4 separate regions of the Rattus norvegicus genome follow, and all the other regions are linked to region 1. Evidence: chromatin contacts called from public Hi-C data. All regions are on one chromosome and are shown on one strand. The core of a region is the stretch at or near the end of the contact, and the rest is flanking DNA. Distances in the headings are between cores, read along the strand shown.

Region 1 (3,445 bases), core at 261-2,760:
TTCTACACAGAACCAGAACCTCTACCTACACCACTCCGAGGCCTGGACTGTAATTCCAGATGGCTTCAACTTACACCACCCAATTCTCTCTCGGCTTGCCTCTCCTGTGGCTTACACATCCAGCATTTAACAATCTTTAGGTGAACCTGGGTTCCTCCTCTGTTCCTGGAAACCAGTTGGGTACCAGCAGCCTAGTGTACCTAGCACCAACTAGTGTCCCTGTGGTGCAAAGTGGAACGGGTTCTTAAGATTCTGAGTAGTTTCTGCTTGTTGCCAGATGCACCCGGGTCCTTCTCCCTGCCTTTTTACTCACCCCAGCCAATGTGAATCAAATACATTGAGGTTGTACTCTCTAATCCTCCTCTTTTTAGAGTAGTGTTCGTTCCTCTCCTCCAGCTCCATTTCTCGCTGGTCTAAGCAACGCTGCTTTCTGGGTGAGGGCGATGGGATGGGGGACCCAGATCGTTCGGAGTGGGAGGTGCTGGAATAAGTAGGCTGGTGGGATTTAACCTTAGCCCTCGACTTCTCCCCGTTGTTCACAGAGTAGGCAACGAAGCCGAAGGTATTAGAAGGGGACTCTGAGAACCGAGACTCTCCATCGTCTATGTCTTCAGCCGGTGCTTTCTTTGAGTATTTGCGGTTGGGGGAGGATCCCCGCTTCCCGCCCCCGGAGGAGTTGGGGTAATCCACTTTGAGAAGCAGCCCTTCCCACTAAAATAACCGGAAAGTCGGCGCCCCGACTCTCGGACCCCCGCAGATCTCAAGGCCTCTCCCAAGGGGCCATACCCCGGCGAGGACAGAGGCCGGACGGCGAGAGTGGAGCGACGGCGGGAGGCACAGCGTGCTGCTGCTGCCTCCGCCCGGCCCCGCCTCTCCACTGCAGAGCCCTCCGGCCACTCCGGGGTCCCGGCTCTCCATTGTTCGGTCATACGGTAAAGGCGTTGCGTGCTGGCGAGTGGTGCCACCAAAGCTAACGACCACCAGCCTCAACCAGACCACCCACAGCGTGACAACTCACCCAATCGCGCCGCCCAGAGAGGATCAAGGCGCCGGCGCCCACTTAAGGCAAGAAGAGCGCACTCCCGCTGGGACCACCGAGTCGCCCCGGATCTCGGCTTGGTAGCCAACCCAGGACGCCCGCCTCCGGGGCGGCGCCTCCCGCCTCAAGTAAAAAACAGATCATAACAACCCGCAACCCCGCCCTTCCCGGAGCCTGGCTCACAGCGCGCCCTAGGAACGCCAAACAGAGCCGGCCCGAGCCGCACGCTACAAGCACGCGGGAGGCACGAACGCTGCATCCCGCGCCAAGCAGCAACAGACTGGAGCTGGGATGTAGAGTGCGACGCCACAGCCCGGGTGGCTGTGCACCCCTGGACCCTCCGTGCGCTTACCAGAGCGGTGGCCGGCAGGATGATGGATGGGTGGACAGGCCACGAGAACGAGACGAAGAGCGGAGAGGAAATGGGTGTGCTGCTCAAACACTCCGCCCTACTCCCATTCTCGGCTGTGCAGGGTTGCGGGCTGCTCAGTACTTTTTATTGGCAGCTTGTGCCCGCCCCCAGGCGCCCTGATTGGCTGGCCTAGGCCTGGAACCCCGTGCCCATCAGTTGCTGTGCACCGGGGCCCTGAGACCATTGGCCCAGGAGCCGTGAGGAACCGCGGGGTGGGGCGAGCGACCCAGAAGAAAGAAAGAGAAAGGGGAATGGGGGAGGGGAGGCAGCGGCGGCTGGGGGGCCGGGGCCGAAGGTGCTGTGCGCCTTTGCAGCACGCGTTCTTTAGCGACCTCTGGACCCTCGGACCCAGGCTGAGACTGTCTCAGCGTCATTTGGCCTTGGTCCTTTGCTACCTTAACAGTACAGAGGTTTTCGGAGAGATCTGTCGGTGAAAATCCAGAACCCCAGAAGAGAATTTTACCCTTTGTTGAGCGAGCCAGAGACAGACAGGATTCCCGGAACCTGGAGGACCCCATCTTCCTGGCTTCCTGACTGGGTTTGGGGGATGTGATCAGGCTGTGATTTCACGGTTTAAACACAAGTGTGACGTTTCTATAAAGAGGATTTTTGAGGACCGTAGACTGACTGACGTTGCCTTGTGTGTCTCGCAAGTCTCTGAGCCTCTCAGTGCCCGAGTTCCTTAGATCTGCAAAATAAAGCAGATGGAAGGACTTTCAAAGCGGTCCACCAGACTTGAAGTCAGGATGCAGACCGTGTGCTAAAGAGTGGTGGTGGCACATACCTTTAGTACTAGCACTCAGGAGTCAGAGGCTGGTGGATCTCCGGAGTTCGGGGCCAGTCTGGTCTACAGAGGGAGTTCCAGGACAGCCAGGGTTTCACAGAGAAAACGTGTCTCAACAAACAATAAGAAAGCAAGGGAAGAAAGAAATCCCTGCTTTTGCTTCTTGTTTGTTTTTAAGTATGTGGGGAGCGGGGCGGGGGGGGGGGGAATGAGTTTCTCTTTCCTTTCTTAACCCTGCAGTGTTGGCTGAGATAATGTGTAAACACTATGAGACAAACTGAAAATGTGCACAGAAATTACCTGTAAAAATAGACGTGGCCCATATATTATTAATGCCACGTTCTGAGCAATCTGTGTCTAGTACATGAAATCTACCTCATGTCCGGTCTTTATTATATGTTTTCAGGAGCCCTGGTGTTTGAGATGGAGATTTTCTAACACCAGAAATCCATGCTCTTGGTGCCTTTGGAAGAGGAAGGGATGGAGTTTGTTCTTCTGGTTATGTTTTGCACCACAAATATGAAAAAGAAATGTTGCCTGTGACCACACACACATAGCTCGGCCTCTTAAGTCAACCTCTGTCAACTCCCCTAAGTGTGTCTAACACTGTGGCTCACAGAAGCTGCATCCACCTCAAACGGGCTTTTTGGTATGCTTTGGACCAGAAAGACACCTTGCAAATCCAGTGTCCTATTCAGCTGTGTGAAGCGTTCTACTCGCACGGCGTTCGGCAGCGGGGTTTCACATCAGGCAAACCCAAGTCCAGATTCGTACCTCACCTCTTGCCACCTTGATTAATAGCCAAATTAATAACTACCCAAGCTCTCTTAGCATTTGTAGCAGTGGGAACTGGACCATGAAGAGTATTAGGAAAACACTGTCACCTCACAGGGCAGTATAAGCTGGAGAGACTGGATCATTTCTTTCCATGGTTAGTCTCTCTCTGTGTATGTGTGTTACTTGTTGCATCCATGTACATAGAGGTCAGAGGCTGACTTTAGGGTGTCGTCTTCTGTCACCCTGTCACTCTCCACTTTTTTTTTGAGACAGGGTCTTTCATCGACCCAACTTATTAGACTGGCTGTCCTGTGAATCCCAGGGATTATTCCAGAGCTTGAATACGTTACCTGCATTGCGGCTGACTTTTTACATGGTTGCTGGGAATGGACTCGGGGGCCCTCAACTGAGCCGTGGCACTGGCCCTGCCATG
Region 2 (3,445 bases), core at 269-2,768, 130 kb before region 1:
GGCATGTTCACTGTGGAGCTGTGTGTACACAAGTCGGAACTGTGGCTAGAAACTAGGGGAAAGGCCACCTTGCAGATCTGGATACGTGCCATCCCTTCCTGCTCCGACCAAAAGGCTGACAGAGTTGATATCAACTGTCCTAACAAGGAAAAAGGACTGACCGATTCACCCAAGAGATCTTTTGTCTTAGGAGGGAATGAAAATATGTCTTAGAGAAAAAACACATAGTGTGTGAAGTCAAACGCTCTGTGGCCTGTGATAAAGGCTCCTGAGGGTGCTGACTGCTGATAGCAGCAGACGCTGGCCTCTGCAGAAGTGGAGGAATGTCACTGCCCCCAGCATACACAGTGACCGTGCAGGTTCTCAAACACCTACCATGCAAAGTGCTTTGCCCAACTCTTAGATGCTAGCCACAGTCTCAGGAGCTCCTAAGAAATCTCACTTTCCAGAATGGTTACTGAGGCCTGAATTTGGACCTGAGAAGCTAGAGTCAGTAAACATGAACATAGTTGGCACACACACACACAGTTGTTCACCCACAAATTCACACCCACCCCTCCCACACACATACTTGAACACACATATACAAACCATATTAACCCTTGCAGAAACAGAAATATATACCACAAATATACACGCTACACATACAGTAACACACCCTCCACACAAATATACAGTTAAGATACCACACGCAAACATATAGCACTCAATAATACTCATATAATATAATATAATATAATACTCATAGAGAGAAATGTATAATGCATACATGCTGTATGTATCACATACATATACCACAGAGGCACACACATACTGCACACACACTAGATCACCACAATGTACACATACAGAGACAAAATGGAACACGCCATTATGACCCAAAGCTTTGGTTATGTTAACTCTGAATATAGGTGATTAGTATTAAAAAAAAAAAGAGGAGAGAAAATAAAAATGCAGCAAAAATGTCATAAGCAGGAAGAATCATTGTTTAAAATGAACATATAAGATTCATTGTAACAAGAGAGTAGTAACAGAAACAATTGACATGTAATGGGTTATTCTGTTCTAACAGGTTTTGTTGTTTTGTTTTGTTTCAAGACAGGGTTTCTTTGTGTCGTTATGGCTGTCCTGGCCCTTGCTTTATAGACCAGGGTGGCCTCGAACTCAGAGATTCTCCAGTCTCTAGCCTCTTGAACCCTGGGTTGAAAGGTGAGTACCACACTAATGGTGAGTCCTGCTCTAAAGGTGATTTATTTTTTTTAAGTGATGATTCTTCAGTCCCCGTGCACTCACCACGGCTGCTGAATATTTTCCTGCTGGATAGCATTTCCTGAGTCTCTAGTATATCTTCCACCCCGCCCCCACTCTAGCCTCACATGTGTTGAAGGAGCAACCCTGCATAGCCTTTTCAGAGCCTGCTTGGACAGCGTTTGCCACTTCCTCCCTCTCTGTCTCCTTCCCTGCACCCTCCCTGCCCAGTCAGGAAAGTCCCAGGGTGCTTGCCTCACAATACAAACCGGGAAGTTCAAGGATCTGGTGGTGACCCTAGACATCAACTTCCCAGAATCCTGAGTCAGTCGAAGCACGTCACAGTTTAGCTCTGTGTGCCTAGGGGGCGCTCCAGTCCAGGAATTGAAAATCTTCACTGTTCCCTTTAGTATTTCAAGATCCGGTAGGGAAGGATTGCAGACTAAAGTTAAGGGAGCCAAGAAGGTGAGATGACAGCTGGAGTCTGTTAAGGAAGGGGTGGGTTCCTTGGGAATACACCTCTAAGGTCTCCTGTCTCTCTGAACTTCAAAGTGACCCCAGGGGACGTGGGGTACAGTTTCCCATTCTCCCAGATGCCAAATCTGAGGCCAGAAGATGGAAGTCACATACTTAACAGTCAAACCTAATTTGAAGCAATGTGTAACAGCAAATGTCAAAGTCACCCTTTGGTGGAGCAACAGGCACTATTTTGATCTTCCTGTTACACAGTATTTTTCCACCAGTTCAAAATATGGATATTATTCTGAAGATGACATTTTACTAGAGAATTAAGTAACTGCATTTTATGTTTGATTCTAAGAATACAGCAGGATATATAAAAGGCATAAAAAAATGCTCTACACTGGGATGGGATAGCGGATTTCTGGAGGGGAAACTGGGAAAGGGGTAACATTTAAAATGTAAATTTAAAAATCTAATAAAAGAAAAAATGCTCTATACAAGTGTGCATTCCCTTGAAAGCTCTCAAAAAACCAAAACTCCAAATTTAAAAACACATTAGAGTGTGATTGCTTCTTTAGAAAATGTGTCATTGGGGGTTGGGGATTTAGCTCAGTGGTAGAGCGCTTGCCTAGCAAGCGCAAGGTCCTGGGTTCGGTCCCCAGCTCCAGAGAAAAGAAAAAAAGAAAAAGAAAATGTGTCATTTAAAGAGTTTATTTTATTGTGTTATAATAGAAAATTCTCGCTACGTATTTCTTTCCTTTTTCTTTCTTCTTTTTTTTTTAAAACTTTGTTCATTTGTTTGCTTTTCAAAACAGAGTTTCTCTGTGTAGCCCTGGCGGTTTTGGACCTAGCCCTTTAGACCAGGCTAGCCTAGAACTCAGAGGTCCACCTACCTCTGCCTCCCCAGTGCTGGGATTAAAGGCATGCACCACCACCACAGCCAGCTTTTCACTAGGTATTTCAACTCTGAATGTTTCATTAAAAAAAGGAGGGGGGGTGGAACTCAAGGAAAATATTGTGGAATGTGTATAAATTCATGTATCCTTTGGGCACTCGCATGATTTACAAATTGTGTGTTACTGATTTTATTTATTTTTAAACAGCAACAAGTAGAGATATTTGTAGAATAGCAACGTTGAACCAGTCCTACCTTCCGTGCCAGCTCCTCGTGCATAAGGGGCCCTGAATTTCTGTGAGTCACTGTCTTCTCCAGAAAGTAAGAGTCTGGATCTGATGAAATGTGCATTCTGCCAACAATGTGGGGAATAAGGAATCCCCATGGTATGGAAGGCAGCTAGACTTGTCTCCACCTTCCTTTTCAGGGGCAGATTCCTCTCCTTCCCAGGGGCTCAGTTCTCTAGAAGATAATGCACTTGCAGGTGCACTGGAATATTAAATAAGATAGGAAAGGTAACGTGTCTTGGCATTGCCTGATCCATCACCGGTACTTAACCATTCTAGTTGTATCTCTACGACTCTCTCATTGGACGATTGCGTTAATATTATGAAGAACTCACTGAATGAACCTGGTGGAATACACCTGTACTCTCAGGGCTTGGAAAGCTCAGGTGGAAAGACGTGAGTCACACACACACACACACACACACACACACACACACACACACAGACACAAAGAGGGGGTGGGGGAGGGTTAGGGCATTTTTCTACAGCAGGCTGATAGTCTAAGAATGTGGGCAGAGGACTCTGGTTCCTGCTTCCACTAAAAGCCTCTGAC
Region 3 (3,445 bases), core at 477-2,976, 90 kb before region 1:
TGCCTGGGATGTTAGCCTTTGAGCTACAAATTGGGCCCCCTCCGATTGAACCACTTGTAAAGACCCACTGTGTCTCCAGACTTCCAAGTGGAGGTGTCTAGTGAAGGAGCAGATGTTGGGACTGCAAAGAGAGATCGCAACATGATCAATGATCACAATCACACCAAAGGGTGAGATTTTTCCGGACCAGAGAGCCTGAGATCCTTAAGAAGAGAAAAATGCCCAAGACACAGCTGTTAGGAACAGTAGCCTTCAGACAGGAAGAGCAAAGGAAACCAAGGGACCAATGGGGGCCAGGCAATCTCTGAATACAGGTCTTAGATGTCTGGAACTGGGAAGGAGTGCCTTGATGCTTGCCGGCCTCTTTGGTGTTGAATATGTCTCAGGAAGCTAATGGTCAGTGACGCAAAGAAATGGGAGGAGCTAAAAGTGGAGGAAGACATGGTGCTTACCTGAGGGGCCACTTCCTGACTTAACAGTGGAAGAACAGTTTTCTGTCTGTTTCGCCTCATCCTCTCCCCATTCCCATTAGCACAGATGGGAGAACCCTGGCAATACGAGAGTCTCCAGGAAGGGTCAGCAGAGGGCCACCTATGCCTCTGCTAAGTGGACTTAGTCCAGATTAGAGCATGTGTTGCTCTGAACTGTGTGGCATAAAGGTTGGGCAAGTATGCGCTTTCCTGGTGCTGAGGGCAAAGGTCAAGGGAACTGGGCAGGGAGCAGAAAGGCAATCTTATGCTAAAAGCAAAGAGAGTGGGGGTGGGGGTGGGGGGCATCCCCTTTTACCTACCAAGTGTATTCACCAGAGGTTAGCCGTTTTACAGGAAATAGAAACTTCAGGTAGCAAGTTACCAAGCTGGGTGTCAATAGATTGTTAGCTTTTGATTGGTCCAAGATAACCTGACATCTTACCAACAAGAACCCCCCTCCCTTCCTCTATGTTCTGGTTATACTGGTTTTCTGTAGGTTCCTCCTGGATGAGACTCTGCAACCATGGAGAACAGAGAGAACCATGCAGAAGAACTCAGGCTTTGGAGCTGGCAGCCACATCTGTACGTTGGTGTTGATACTCACCTCTGAGGACCGAGTGACTCTTTACAAAAGGGTGACTCTTTACAAATTAGCTACCCAGGAGGTGCCCTCCATTCTTACTTTGAAATATGCTCTTAATCATGAGAGCCCTCAAGCCACCTTCATTATGGCTTTCCCCAATTTAGACTCATTGTCCAGATCAACAATGCACTCGATGCTTTTCTTTGTGCTCCATCAGTAGGTGCTGTTCTGTCATGACATCGCCAAGCTATTGCACACTGGAAACTGCTTGTTCCAATATTGCAGCTCCTTGGATACAAGCTGACATGCTTTTGTAACGCTCAGCCCTTTACCTAGATCCTTGAGAGACTTCACGTTTCCCAGTTTTCTCAGCAGGCATGAGGGATTGACAAGTTCCTGATCTAAATGTCCAGGAAGACTCTAGGTCCTCAGTGTAAACTCCCTCAGAGACAGAGACGCGCACAAGCAGGTGCCTGTGGCTATAAGGCAGCCATGTGGTAGCTGCTATAGCCGTAGCACCCGGTGAGACAGTCAGTCCTTTTTGGCTGTTACTGTAAACCACCAGGCGTGGGTACAGCTTGCTGGTCTCTCTCTCTCTGGCACATTGAGTGATTCCTCATTTGCCCTTTTCCTCTGAAGTTCATGCCCTCAGGCACCGGGCTAAATTTAGCTCTTTTCGGGAACCTTTCCCGACTGTTACACAGACCGGTAGTTTTGGCCATCCCTCAGACAGGGCTTAGGGCCACCTCCCCTCACCCAGAAGTCTCTTCAGGTGCTCAGGGCTGGGGCTCCACTTGTGTGATTGGTCCTTTTCATAGCATTAAGTCAACAGGACTTGTTTTGAGAATCAATCTGTGCTCTTGAAAGCCGAAGCCCTTCATTCTGGTCCCTGAACCTTTGGTTCTCCTTTGTCATCTCTTACAATTGCCCACAGCTCTCTTCACTTCCCGTTATTTTAGCTGCATGTGGGGCACATATCTTCAATCCTAACACTTTGGAGACAAAGAAAGGTGGATCTCTGTGAGTGCAAAACCAGCTTGGTCTGCAGTCTAGGATAGCCAGAGCTACATAGAGAGACCCTGTCTCAAAAAACAAACAAAACAAAAATATCTCATTTTATTTTATGTGTGTGTGCCTGAGTATATAGAAGTTCATCACATTCATGCAGGAACCTGTAGAAATCAGAAGAGGACATTAGGTCTCCTAGAACTGGAGTTACAGATGGTTGAAAGCCATAGTGGGTGCTGGGAACTGGGAACTGGGTCCTGCGTCCTGCGTCCTCTGAAAGAGTCAGTGAGTGCTGCTAACTACTAAGCCATCTCCCCAGTGCCCAGGTAGGTACCACTAACAGATGCTAATTAGTGTCTACTTATGGGTGAATTATTCTGAGGAAGGCAGAGGCTAGAGTCAGAATCTCTTGGTGGGTGGTTAAATGAGAGAAACATACACGAAGGCTTTTATAGGTTTCGATGTACTCCTTTTCAAAGGCGCAGAACAGGGTGCATCGATCACACTCAACCTTTTATTATTTTGCTTTATTATTTTCTTCTTTTTAATGTAAGCTCTGAATAAATCAACCAATCAGCAAGCATGAATGGATCTCTGCCTTCATTCAATTAGTTAGGAGCTGGTCAGAAGTGAACAAAGGAACAGTGGAAGCAGATAGGAAAGGAGTCTTGGGGGTGGTTGGAATACTATTGGGAAAGGATTCGATAGGCCCTCTATCCTCCTAGAATTTGAAAGCCATCTGATGAAGCCAATCTAACCCACTTAAAACAAGATCAGTGCTAGCACTAAATGTGAGGAACATTCTGGAAAGGCTTTGCAGAGGAGGGAGGTTTGTACTGGCCTTGAAGTGTAGGAAGGCTTTAAATGGATACAGGGAGAGACTCATAATCAGAAAGAACATGATGAGCAGAGACCAGGGGAAATGACTCCTACAAGGTTCACACACTTGTGACTTGGAGGTGCCTGTAAAAAGCCAAACAGACTCAGCGGGAAGTGTACATGAGGGAGAGGAATTAACCAGATGTAGTTCACATCTGCAAGGCCAGTCAAAGCCCCAACCATGACACCTGGTAGTATGAGTGGGCCCCTGTTAAAGAGGAATCTTGCCCTGTTTTTCTTCTAGAAGTGATAACAAATGAGCTCTTACTCAGATTCACCCTCAGTCTCATCTTTTCTTTCTAGATAAGAAGGTCAAGAGGTACCGTAAGACCAAAGCAAGGGGTTCTAGAACAATGAGACCCCTGGTGTGCATGTCCTGCCATAAAGGGCTCTAGTCACATCTGGGCACAGATTCCCAGGAGAAGAGTCAACTACTTAGAGGTGGTTGGAGTCATTGAAGAATATGGCTTAAAGATATACCAAGATGAAAAATCAAAAGTAAATA
Region 4 (3,445 bases), core at 500-2,999, 71 kb before region 1:
AACTGTTACCTGGCTAGCCTGCCATTATAAGGAAACTTTCTCATATGTTTCTGCTGTTACTAGGAAACTTTCTAATACCAAGTTGATTATATATTCTGTTATGTTCTGTGCCCTTGGAAACCAATCATGATAGAAGTTAAAACTATTTTGTATAGTTACCCATAAAAAGCTTGGATCCAAACCAATCACCCAGCAGCACTTCCTGTACCTGTGTATAAGCTTTTATGGTATTTGTTTTTATAAGCTGCCCCTGGGATGGACCCCAACATAAGAGATGTTGGCATTTCATTGAAGCTCCCCCCACAGTTACCTGGCAACAGCCAGGTGTGCCTAACTAACTATAAAAGATGCTGCCTGCCCCCTCCTCACTCTCTTGCTCTTGTTCTTCTTACTCCCTTCCCCTCCTCTTCTCTCCACTGGTTCATGGCCAACCTCTCTCTCTCTCTCTCTCTCTCTCTCTCTCTCTCTCTCTCTCTCTCTCTTTCTCTCTGACTTTCTGTCTCTACTACCCCCTCAACTCCCTTTCCTATGCCTTAAATAAACTCTATTCTATACTATAGCATCATGTGGCTGGTACCTCAGGGGTAGGGGATACCTCAGTATGGACCTGCAGAAGCACCCCCTTTCCCCACATCATACCGTGTCTCCACCAAATATATCCCTGGCTTCTTTCTTTTTTTTTTTTTTATAAAACACAACAAGAGATATCAAAAACTATTTAAAATAAGACTTCCATTTCAAGCAATGGTCGAGTAAAGTTTACTGGGAACTGACATCCTACTTGGTAGAAAGAGACATGGACTTGGGTAACTGACAGCCTGGTTGCGAAGTTAAGACGTGAATGTTAGACAAGTCCCATCCTGGTAGACAAGTTGAGACACGAATGTTTGACACAGCAAGTTGAATACCCCAACCAATAGGAGCAGGGTAAGTGTACAACAAAGACATGGTCTAAGGAAACCTCCCTATCCCTAATTCCTGATTGGTGGATTAACTTGGCACAGATGTTTGTAGATCTCAGGCTTTAAAGCCTGTATGACCTTAACTTCGGGGTCATGGCTCAGTTCCCAAGGCAATTCCCAGACCCCCAGGGACATACTATATAATAATATATAATATGTATCATGTATTATATTTAAAGTGTATAAACATATTAAAACATATATTTAAATACATGATACTATATTAAATAATATATATTTAATTACACTGGCATTTTAATGTCATATCACATTTACGAAGAAGATTTATCTTCCCCTTTTATAAATGAGTTAACTGAAGCACCGAGAAGTTAAGTATGCTGCCCAAAGTAGCAAAATCATAAAGTAGGAGTGAAAACTGAGGAGACAGGTGCCAAGTGTAAAGCTTAGACAGCGAACTGCACAGAAAGCACGCTGGGACTAGAAAGTCGGCTTAGCAGTTGAGTCATGCGTTATTCTTGCACAGGACGCCAATCGAGCATTTGGTACACACACATGCACGCAGGCATGATACTCATCCGCACAAAATAATAAAATAAATAACTCTATAAAAAGAAAGGCGAGGGAGGAGGGAAGGGGAAGCAAAGCAAGCAGGCTAGAAGCCTAGAAGCAGGGGAAGGGTGGCTGGGCAGACTGCACAAGTACGAGGCCTCATGAAGGAGTTGCTGTCCAGCCATCCTGGAGGTCAGGTCGGTCAGGTTGTGGCTAGGAAGGAGGAGAACTGAAAAGCATTCCAACCGGAGGCTCTAGCACCTCAGACGACATAGACACTCTGTGTCACTGGGGACGCACGTCGGAGCCAGAGCCAGAGGGGAGGGGAGGCCCACACCATCCAGGAATGTGAAGACTTGCATGTTTTTAAGTGTGTCTGTGCCATAACGGGTATTATTTCTTTTCATTGCTAGATAATATGTCAGCATTTGGAACATTTCTTTTGCCCCTTTGTCAGTTGATGGGCTTGGTTTTCAAACTGAAGATTTATCTAGAAGGGGGAGCTTGCTGTGAGAGGCTGAGTATAACCCTGACCCTTCCTTACAGCTCCTCATCAGCTTCTCCAGCTAAGGTGCTGACTCACACAGTGGCAGGGACATACTGTATCTTGTGTCCAATTGCTAGATCATAAACCCCACAAAGAAAAATAACATAGCAGCAGTTGTGTGTAGCCATCGAGCATGGCAAAGGTTTCTTACCCAGGAATCCTAGGTGTGGGTTTCAGAGGAACCACGCCTACCATAATGCAGCCCTCATTCCCTGGCCGTAGAGAGTGGCTGATGAAAGTGGATTGAGAGTCAGGCATGTCATAGGTAATTTGCACTTTGTAAATTGCAGCTCTCATTGCCCTTGCTGTACCCTACACACTCTTATTATACAGACCTTTGTGGTTTGGCTCCTATCCACTTCAGCTTTAGGTCCTACAAATCCACCCTCTCCCTGCACTTGGTCCTCCATCAACAACAGGCTGCAGCTGTTTTCCCAGCTCTGCTATTTGGTATCGCCCACTCATGCCTTTGACATGCTGTCCCCAGTACTTGAAGCACCACTCCTCTCTTGCCTTGATGGAAATTCCATTTCCAGGTTTTCTAAGACCATTTTAAGTCCTACCTCCTTGGATCTGCTATCCCAGACTGTCCCTCTACTGAGTTTCCTCGACATCTTGAGTCTTGTTCATGCTTTGGTTCTTCCTCATCCCCCTGACAGTACCACAGAGGACGTTTCCGGCTGTCCACCCATCTCCTAGATGAAGGGTCCTTTGTGGCAGGGCTGTGTCCTGAATATATGATCCAGTGCCTAGAACATAGCAAAGAGTAAATGTGACGCCAGAGTAAATAGCGTGACAAGGAGCAAAAGTCTTCTTAAGGTGATGCAGTGCAATCTAAAGCGGGCAATCTAAAGGCAAGAGTCTAAATGTGAGAGACAGAGGCCATTCCCAGAGCCTAATTTGTGTTTTCATGATAGCCACTTTAGCCATTGATATCCCCACACTTCAAAGAGAACAATTAAAAAGAAAAATGGGTGACCAAGATAAATCTGATTGAAGGTAGTTAGCCCCAAGTCTCACAGCCTGAGGTTTTTTTCTTCTTTGTTTGTTTGGGGTGTCAGTCTGTCTGTTTGTGTGTATTTTCCGGTTGGTTGATTTGTGATTTGTTCATTAGAAATGGGGAATCTCACTTTACAGTGTAGCATAGGTTAGCCAAGAATTTAGTACCTAGCCAAATCCGGCATAAGAACTGCAATTATAGGCCCACCTGTGGATCCATCATCCCATAGGCAGACACCAAGCCCAGACACTACAGCAGATGCCAAGAAGTGCTTGCTGACAGGAGCCTGATATGGATGTCTCCTGAGAGGCTTTGCCAGAGCCTTACTGATACAGAGGCAAATGCTCGCAGCCAACCTTTGGACTCAGAATGGGATCCCCAAAGAAGGAGTTAGAGAAATGACTAAAGAGCCTTAAGGGGTATGCA

What was found. Hi-C and Micro-C count contacts between places; a contact is called where the count stands out from the background.
Region 2: a Hi-C map of the A7r5 cell line shows a contact between it and region 1, with 5 times the contacts expected there. The contact joins the enhancer-like site here to the promoter of Glul in region 1. A contact is called at or near these places in 11 of 12 Hi-C or Micro-C datasets (the A7r5 cell line, the Rat2 cell line, Schwann cells and 6 more) and 1 of 1 datasets of contacts at active chromatin or transcription factors (oligodendrocytes).
Region 3: a Hi-C map of liver shows a contact between it and region 1, with 2.8 times the contacts expected there. The contact joins the enhancer-like site here to the promoter of Glul in region 1. A contact is called at or near these places in 7 of 12 Hi-C or Micro-C datasets (the A7r5 cell line, Schwann cells, hepatocytes and 3 more).
Region 4: a contact with region 1 is called in a Hi-C map of the A7r5 cell line, with 2.0 times the contacts expected there. The contact joins the enhancer-like site here to the promoter of Glul in region 1. A contact is called at or near these places in 5 of 12 Hi-C or Micro-C datasets (the A7r5 cell line, the Rat2 cell line, hepatocytes and 2 more).

What each region holds. Positions count from the first base shown.
Region 1 is chr13:68,574,131-68,577,575 of GRCr8, reverse strand. It overlaps Glul (glutamate-ammonia ligase), which reads right to left and starts at 1,510. Exons shown (of 7, transcript NM_017073.4): 1 at 1,392-1,510.
Region 2 is chr13:68,700,709-68,704,153 of GRCr8, reverse strand. No RefSeq gene overlaps it. Among named protein-coding and RNA genes, the nearest start is that of Glul, 130 kb to the right of the region's middle. Within about 2 kb of position 1,518, at least 40 of the 93 cell types and tissues checked have an H3K27ac peak or open chromatin away from gene starts, as enhancers often do. A contact at or near this core is called in the A7r5 cell line and liver, where this site is marked.
Region 3 is chr13:68,664,197-68,667,641 of GRCr8, reverse strand. No RefSeq gene overlaps it. Among named protein-coding and RNA genes, the nearest start is that of Glul, 90 kb to the right of the region's middle. Within about 2 kb of position 1,726, at least 5 of the 93 cell types and tissues checked have an H3K27ac peak or open chromatin away from gene starts, as enhancers often do. A contact at or near this core is called in hepatocytes and liver, where this site is marked.
Region 4 is chr13:68,645,220-68,648,664 of GRCr8, reverse strand. No RefSeq gene overlaps it. Among named protein-coding and RNA genes, the nearest start is that of Glul, 71 kb to the right of the region's middle. Within about 2 kb of position 1,749, at least 12 of the 93 cell types and tissues checked have an H3K27ac peak or open chromatin away from gene starts, as enhancers often do. A contact at or near this core is called in the A7r5 cell line, where this site is marked.